2 separate regions of the Astyanax mexicanus genome follow, and region 2 is linked to region 1. A link is a contact called in public Hi-C data. All regions are on one chromosome and are shown on one strand. The core of a region is the stretch at or near the end of the contact, and the rest is flanking DNA. Distances in the headings are between cores, read along the strand shown.

The links. Hi-C and Micro-C count contacts between places; a contact is called where the count stands out from the background.
Region 2: a Hi-C map of muscle shows a contact between it and region 1, with 5 times the contacts expected there. The contact joins the promoter of kras here to the promoter of polg in region 1. A contact is called at or near these places in 2 of 3 Hi-C or Micro-C datasets (both in muscle).

Annotation. Positions count from the first base shown.
Region 1 is chr2:62,083,982-62,088,721 of AstMex3_surface, forward strand. It overlaps polg (polymerase (DNA directed), gamma), which reads left to right and starts at 1,454. Exons shown (of 23, transcript XM_022672152.2): 1 at 1,454-1,517. trnar-ucg (transfer RNA arginine (anticodon UCG)) reads right to left here and starts at 351; the gene lies at 279-351.
Region 2 is chr2:62,226,736-62,231,130 of AstMex3_surface, forward strand. It overlaps kras (v-Ki-ras2 Kirsten rat sarcoma viral oncogene homolog), which reads left to right and starts at 1,702. Exons shown (of 5, transcript XM_007228120.3): 1 at 1,702-2,123.

The sequences.
Region 1 (4,740 bases), core at 204-2,703:
TCCACTGGCTGTTGTGTTTATGCGGAGCTCATTGGAAACATGTGCCCTAAGTGTAATTACGGTGCTCAGCAGTGGACAAATAGCTATTTTATTACATTCACACTGTAATTTTCTCAAAGGGGGTCTGAGAAAAACATGTAAATGGTCAGTCAGGATGGGAATAAAATCACAGATGACCCCCCCATAAAGGAGAAAATTACCCCAGAACCCCCTGAGAAACAAATTCTGTGCGGATAGAGCTTTTTTGTTTCTGTATTTGTTTTGTAGAAGAAAATAATCGACCCCGGCAGGACTCGAACCTGCAATCTTCTGATCCGAAGTCAGACGCCTTATCCATTAGGCCACGAGGCCGCTGAAAAGGCGGGAAAATACCCCGCACTTAACTGATAGGCCCGACGTCCCTGACTTTCACAGGCGCTCTGTTTAAGTAACTATAACATTATTAATACAGTGTTTGGTGCTGAAGCCGCTTTAAAACAATATATATTTTTTTTAACGGAGGTTAACCTAAACGTTTATTCAGCTCTGTCCCGCTGCTGCAGTACTATCCAGACATTCTGCTCATTTACAGGCTCTGGTTTAAATCTGCTAAATATAAGTTGCGATAAGCAGCACTCTAAACACTACAGTTAGCTATTTAGCTAGATAGCGATTATTTAACACGGTATTTAGCTTGTTTAAAAACACGTGATGAATAAATAACCGATAAATAAGAGCTTATCAAACCGCCTCCTCCACCCTCGGCCACGCAGGGTCGCTGTGGAGAAAACAGGCTGGTTTTATGAGAGGTCACAGTGTTTAAGAAGCTAAACCAGAGCTGTTTATATAGAGAGACTGACCACTCTCTTCACCCCTCGCTATATCACAAAATTACTGCAAACCGCTAGAGGGAGCCAGCGAGTGAACCCTCAATGAATAGGGTTCAATGGAGCTAAAAGGCTAAAAACTCAAAAGTAAAACAGTAACTAACTATTTTTCTAAGATAATCCTTTAATTTCGAAAAGTAGAATAAAGTTTTTTGTTAACGAAACAAAGATAATTTTCCTTGTATGTTTATATTTTTCTACAGCAAAAGGTTTTAGGCAGTAAAGGCGCTAGCATTGCTGATACTGAGCGCTGACCGATTGGTGAACAGATGCTCAAGATACAAATAGACCTTGTTTGAAAGGCTTATAAGTGACGTTTAAAAGCTTTAAATAATCTGTGTTTGCTACTGAAACATTTTTTATTGTTCTGTTTTCAGAAAACGAGAACATTATTTAGTATAAAAACTATAAAATATTTATAAACTCTGATTTTGCACCAATGCTTTATATGAACCCATTCATTTTGGGCTTACTCGGGAGCGCCCTCTGGTGGACCGAAAAAACCGAAATGTGTCCTCAAGTGGGAATTCTCCTCTGTAGAAATTCTCTGGCTCAACTAGAGCTGGTTCACGGAGAGACTGACCACAAGAAAAATACTGCGATCCGCTAAAGGGAGCCCGCGAGTGAACAGGGTTAAATTAAACTAAACAGGTACTGACCCCCTAAGACAGCAAAACATAAATAAATAAATGCTTGGCCACGACTTATTAAGGCGTGGGAATGAGATCTTAAGGCGTGGCCAGAGAATAATAAAGCTTGCTTTTCTGTAAATTAATGCCAATGAAGAAACTGAATATTACATCAATTACCTCCAAAACAAGGTTTATCTTTCGTTAAAAAAAAAAAAAAAGCAGAGTAAACTGGTTTATTTTTATTTTTATCTTGGCACGAATTATGTTGATATTTTGGAGTAAGACATGGCTCAGATGTAAACAGTATGCAGACCCGTTTACCTACCGTAAGCAGATATATTGTGCACAACCCCAAGAGCTGCTTGCTTTGTTACCTGTGAAAGAGAGGGGGTTTCTGCTGTGAAACAAAAGGATCTTGTGGCCACGCCTTAATGGCTACCATTAGATTAACTCATTCCCATGCCTTAATAAGTCGCGGCCACAGCTGGAAGGATATCTTGTTCCCACGCATTAGAATCTCGTTTCCATGCCTTAAAGCTGATGTCTCTAAGTTTTGGGATTTAGGGTTCTCTCTGGCAAGAATGGGTAATTGCACAGAGCATGTGGAATAATCATTTTAAACTGGGCGGGTGTGATGTGGTCTTCTTTCAGAGTGGATGAATCCGACTCTGAAGGTTATGTTTAGTCAGAGAGAGAGAGAGAGAGAGAGCACACTCAGTCAGAAACTTCACTTTAACTACACACTTTGTTTTTATTATGAGTGAATGAGCTACTGAGCTCTGAGTTTCCCCTTCTGAAGCCTCCATTGCTCCACTAGCCGCTCGCATGAAGTAAAACTTTTTAGAGGCTGTACATGTGACGTAAATACGTAAAGACACACAATGTGGCCAGATGAACTCCTGCAAAAAGCGTCCCGAAACCCCAGTTTTAAGATGAATATATTATATACACTTAGCAGGGATCATCGTTCCAGCACACATGGTACCATTAAACACAACATTTTGTCCTTTCTCCACTCAAAAATACTTCTGCTTTTTTTAGTTTAGAAACAAAATAATACGAACTGCCACTTTAATTATATCATTCCTACACATTAATAAGTCGTGGTCAAGCATTATTATTTTTTTAACATGATGTCACCTTAGGCCTCCATAAAACAGCTACAAACTCAAATGTAAAATAGTAACATAAACTAATTTTCTAGAATAATCCTTTAATTTTAGAAACTACAATAAAGTATTTCACTAAAAAAATAAAGAGCACACGCATGTTCTATTTTTTCTACACAACGATTTTTAGACACCATACTGATACTGAGCACTGACTGGGTTAATAATTATGATTCCACTACTGAAACTTTTGATATTGTTCTGTGTTCATAGAAATGAGTACATTATTCAGTATTATTAAAATAAAATATTTATAAACTCTGATTTACCCCAGTGCTCCATATGAACCAAGTGTTTTTGGACTCCCTCTGGAGCGCCCTCTGGTGGCCCGATAAAACAGTAAGAGTTTCTGAAGTGGGAATTCTCCTGTATGGAGTTTCTCTGGTACAGCAGATAAACACGGCTCTGGGGTCAGCCCGCTGTCTGTCAGCATGGCTGTATTATTCTCACTAGTGATTCACACACGCGCAGGGTAGAGTTTATCACTCTCCAAAAAACACACAAACTACAGATAAAGCCGAGAAAACAGCAGCAGCTAAATCTAAAACTAAAGCTCCTCTCTGTGACCTGCAGCTGCTGTAGGGATATGTAGACTGACATCTCCTCAACTTCTAGACCATGCCTCAGTTTAGCAGGTAGGTAACTTAAAGTCTTCAGATTCCTCCACATCCTTAAATCAAGGTTAGAGTCACTGTTTCACTGCAGCACATTTCACTGAGATCCTTTTTTTTTTTTATGTAGCTAAATATTACCTTCTGTTTGCAAGAAGTTACATATTTACATACTCCTGCTTATCAAATCTGTAAATACAGTTCATTTAACTCTACAGCTCTGGACAAAAATAAGAGACCACTTCAGTTTCTGAATCAGTTTATCTGTACACTATATTGTCACTATATGTTACAGTATGTTACACATCTCTGCACCTTATCCCCACTATACACTTTATTATACCGTATCGGTACTGCACTGTCCTGTCTTTAAATGGGCTCATCTTTTGTATTTATTGTATTTAGTGTTATAATTTTATAATTTTATGTTGCACTGTCGTCACTCCTGCACTTTATGTTGTCTATTGCTTGTTGTTCCGTGTTGCACCATGGTTCCGGAGGAACGTAATTTTACTACAATGTGTACCTGTACTCAGATGTAATGACAATAAAAGCCTCTTGACTTGACTTGAAAGAAGGTAATGTGAGGATTAGATGGAGCTGCTCAGCCATGGAAATCCATTACACGAAGCTCTCTACACTCTCTACTGTTTTTGAGCTAATCTAAAGGCCACATGAAGTTTGGAGGTCTGTAGTGATTGGCTCTGCAGAAAGTTGTTGACCTCTGTGCACATCTGCTGACCCTTCTCTGGTCTTATTTACATAAACAGAGTGAGTTGCTTTTGTTTCCAACCTCTTCCACTTTGTTATAATATTACTGACAGTTAACTGTAGAATATTTAGTAGTGAGGAAATTTCATGATTGGCTTGTTGCAGAGGTGAATCCTTTCACAGTACCATGTGGATCTTCTGAGAGCGACCCATTCATTCACTAATGTTTGTAGGTTACATTACATTACATTACATTTGGCAGACGCTTTTGTCCAAAGCGACTTACAATAATGAAGTAAAAAAGTAACAGAAGATAAAGGTAAAAACATCTTTAGATAGGGCCCAAAGGAGGACAAAGGGAAATAATGGGATAGATGAGTAAAGGAGGTTAGAAGTAGTTAGTGTATTAGAGGCGTTAAGAGAGTAAGTGATCTTTGAAGAGCTCTGTCTTCAGGAGTTTATTAAAGATAGTGAGAGATTCTGCTGATCTGGTAGTGGAAGGAAGTTTGTTCCACCATTGGGGAACTCTGTATGAGAACAGTCTGGATAGCTTTGTGTGAATGTTTGGCAAAGCGAGGCGACATTCATTTACTAATTTTCCAGCCAACAATCTTTAATAATAGGTCAGTGCATAAGCCTAAACTGTTGTAGGTTAACAAATAAATCACTATGAATTTCAAAGGATCATGGACTTTGGGCATTGCATCTTAGTTTGCTGAGGAGTACACTGTAATCTTTAAACCTTTACATA
Region 2 (4,395 bases), core at 452-2,951, 140 kb after region 1:
AATGACCTCATTTTCAAAAGGCAGAAAGATAAATCTGAAACATTAATTTGTCTTCAAGGTTACATTTTAGTTAAAATTTAAAAAAAAATGAGTTATTTTTTGTTTTTACTTTAAATTGTACATAGTAGACAAATTTTGATTAAAATAATCTTTAAATTTTGTCAACTTTTTGCTTTCACCTTACAGTTCTTCTGCTTTTGTTTTCTCAGCATATCTCATATCTATTTCTTTTCTGGTTTTAACCATTTTTCCTTAATTTACATCTGGCAGCTTTTTTTTTTATATATATTTATATACTTATAGAATTTTTCCAAAATGACAAATCCTATATAAAACCTCTGTACATTGACAGTTACGATTTTTTTTTTTTCATTTTACTGTAAAGCTGCCTTTATTAAAGATGCTTTTTTGCATGACAACACCTATTTACTGTTAACTTTCCGATGAATAATACGTTATATTTAAAATGAAGATATATTCGATTATGCTTTAACTAGATTTACGTGAATGCTTATACTGACACCCTGTGCCTCATACAGGAACTGCTATGGGTGCTTAAAATAATAATAATAATAATAATAATAATAATAATAATAATAATAATAATAATAATAATAATAATAATAATAATAATAATAATATTTTTGTTTTATATTTTGTTATTTAAAATAGTTAAAATGGATCAACGCGGATGGTGAATATTTATATTTTATGCCCGAGGAGAGACTACCAGCTACACATGGTCTATTACATAAAGAAACTTCAACGGAGTAAACAATAAGAGTATTTCCAGAAGCTTCTCTCAGTGTTCAGTCCTAAGGAGCAGCACGGATTCCTCAGACTGACTAGAGACATCCCCGTCAGCCCAGTTGTTTTTCAGGCAGCTGGAAATAGCTCATCCACTAATTTTGAAAAAATGTAAGCATCATCTGTCCGACTAATAAACATGTGGGAGGGGCAGGTTTCGGCCCAGTGCGTTTTTTTTGTGAAAACGAATGTAGTACACGATTGAATATATATTCAATCTATATTCAATATATATAAGTGCATGCATATAATAGTGTACCCAAGACAGAAATAATAATATTGCTAGAATGATAATATAGTTACACAAATATTTAATATTTTAAAAAAGAATATACACACACGCTTTAACAGATTTAATAGAGTGTAGTTTGTTTGTTGTTGTTTCGAAGATGAATTTATAGTTTAATATAATGTTCCATCTGTTTTACAAAGGCAACAAAACTATTTCACCTGAAATGATATTTTATCTAAAAAAAAAACTTGACAAGTATGTTTATATTTATATTATTCACTAAAATGCTAAAAATCTACTAATTAATATATGCTCCCAAAATAAAAAAAAAACACTACTTTACCAGTTCTATGAGTGATATAATGAACCTGCCAAAATTGTTTAACACTTTAACAATGCCAAATTACTAACTATTAAGCTGGATATATTTGATGTATTCATTTATATGGCACATCTTAAATTTTATTAGTAATCAGATATATTTAAGAAACCACATGAGGCAGAGTAACAACACTATTTTAGAACAACCCAGTTGCGGTACACGCATTGGTCCCACGGCCTCGTGATCGATAGCGCGTTCAGCCAATCAGATTCATGCATGGGGGCTGACGTCTGTCCAAGACGTCCCCGGTTATATTTAGGGCCTATTTAAGCTCGGCTACACTCAGCGTCCCGCTGCTTACAATGGTGCTTGTCAAAAGCCGGTTACAACACTGTGCTGACTTTTCGCTTTGCTTCGTTTGGTTAGGCTGCACCGACAAGCCTGCAGTGATTTAAAGGGGGTTGTCTGTAAAAGCTCTGAAAAGCTATTTTTAAAAGTTAGTATGAACCGATGACGCCCTGTCGAGCTGCATTGTTCTGCATCGCCTGTTATTGAAGGGATATCGATCTGGTCACAGTGTGCCCTTAAGGCAGCAGCAGCGTGCAGAATGAAAGATGCAAGCTGAGGCTTGGAATTAGTAGTAGTAGCAGGTCGAGAGGGCTGCGCAGCTCATGTACACGTTTTAGGCTTGTCGTCCAGCCTTTAGGAAGTACCGAAACGAGCCAGGAAAGCCCGCCCGTGCTGTGGTGCACTGCTCCCTGGGTAAGTGATCTTAGCGCTGGGCTGCGCTCAGCCACACCGTATCCGCCCATATTTTGTGTGTGAAGCTCAGTCGAGAGCAGGGAGCGAGCGAGCGAGCGAACAGGCCGAGGAATAAAACACCACAGTCCCCGCTGCGGAAAATAGGCTCGGGTAGGCGGTTAGTGAGCTAGTCAGCTTCACAGGCGCAGCATCGAGATAAACTAGCTAGCTAGTTAACTACCTAACCTCGAAGCAATGACCGGCTCGGGTCTGAGGAGCGGACTGTAGGCTGTGGGCTCGAACGCTGGGCTAATATTATTCGTGGACGCGGAACTCGGCTAAGCTAAAACACTGAAGGTAGGTACTAGCTACAGAAACGCTAAACAAAAAACAGTAACGGCTAATTACAGTGTGCACGACCGAACTCGAGCCTGTTGTGTTTAGTGCTGTAAATGCTAACTCTCAAGCTATTGTTTTTGGTAAACTAGCTAAGCTAGCTCAGCTGTTGAGGCTGTAGGTTAGCTTAGCCACCTAGCTAGTTAACTAGCCAAGCTGGCTAGCTGGTTAGCTTAGCTACCGTCCATAGCTACCCGAGAACGCCCCAGTCAGTCAGTCAGGCCCTGTTTGACCAGTGTACCGTTTATCGGGCCTATTTTCGGACAGTTTGAGGCTAAATTCTTAAATAAAAAAATATAAGTGAATTGGCAGTACGTCAAGTTTTTTCTATTTCTGTATCATCTTAAAAAATGCATTTTCACCTTGTTGGCTTTTAAATTGAAAATGGTGTAATCCAAACTGATTGTTACAATATGCAGATTGTGAGAAGCAAAAAAAAAAAGCTTTACTATACTAAATGAATAAAATGAAATAATGAGGTTTTACTCTCAATTTCAGATTTCAAATTAAGCCTCGAATAGTCAAAAAATGGATACACTTATAAACTCTTAGTTAAACGTAACACACAAACCTTATTTCTTAATAGATCCTCTAAGTTATTCCTAACAAAGTCAAAGATATGCACTTTTTTACTTAAGTTTTACCTTTGTCATATTTTCCCTTTCTGTTTAGTGGAGCTAAAAGGTTTATACGTTTATTTGTTACATTTGATTTAACAGAGTTTTGGAATGAGGGAAAGATTATGCTTATTAGTTTCTCAGCCTTTAAAAATTGTGTTCCTAATAATAATTCAGTGTTTTCCTTTTGTCTCAAATCTAATTGGAGACAGTCGAATGATTCTTTAGAACTCTTGGTGATTTTAGGAAAGTTCTTCATTCACAAATGTTGCGCGATTAAACGTAAAGGCCCAGATTAAAGCTGTAGTTACTTTCAATGTTCTGAGATTGTATCTGCCAGAGACTTAATTTAACTTTATTTATTAATGAATTGATTTTTCTGTTTTTCCATTGCTGTTTGTGTTCTTTTACTGCGTCTAATGCTTTAGAATGGACTTAACGTGATATCCGTATGCCTTTCTTGAAAACAAAATTTGTTCTTGCTTTAGGAACATTGCCATGCATCTGTATGATGGATGATGGTGAAACAACCAAAAGCTTCTGACTAGCTAGATAAAGAACCCTTAACATACCCCTTGTTTTCTTTTTCTTTGTTTTTGACAGTTGTTTTCTATTGTCTTCTGAAAGTGGCCACAAAAGTGGTTGGTGGTGTGTTGGGTTTATGTTCTTCTCTGGTTAGCCATCTTTGTTTGTAGGACTTTGCTGGTTTTTAAGTGTTGCTTAAAATCGTAGCCATTGTCATTCAAGAGTTAAAAACGAAGGCCTGGTCTCCAAATGATGACCTGTGTGCATTGTAGTCTGATCACAACAGACACTGTCTATTTCCCATAATCTTGTGTGGAAGTGTGGAATTATTTAATGGATGATTGACAAACATGATGACTCTCCAGATACAGATAGGATTAGGCCTGTGTTTGAGACAGTTTAAACCAGTCAGTGCTGCTTTCTCTTTTTAAGAGTCCAGTGGAAAATCATATTGATATAGTATTAGTTTTAACCTGTACGTAAAAATATAGAACTTTCGATAAAGGCGTACATTATTCTTAAACCAAGGTTCTTGGCTCAGTCTGGATTGAAGGAATGGCTCACCCAAGTGTCAAATTTACACTTTTACCCTTAAGTGTAGTCAATCAGCTGTGACTTGTTTGGTGTGTACAGTAAGCCTTTTCTATTAATGTATACATCAAATTGTGCACTAAAATTAGCAACTACATTTTTCTGCCACCCATAAGTCCAGACTGATTAATTACATTTGGAGTAAAGGTCAAATGGTATAAATA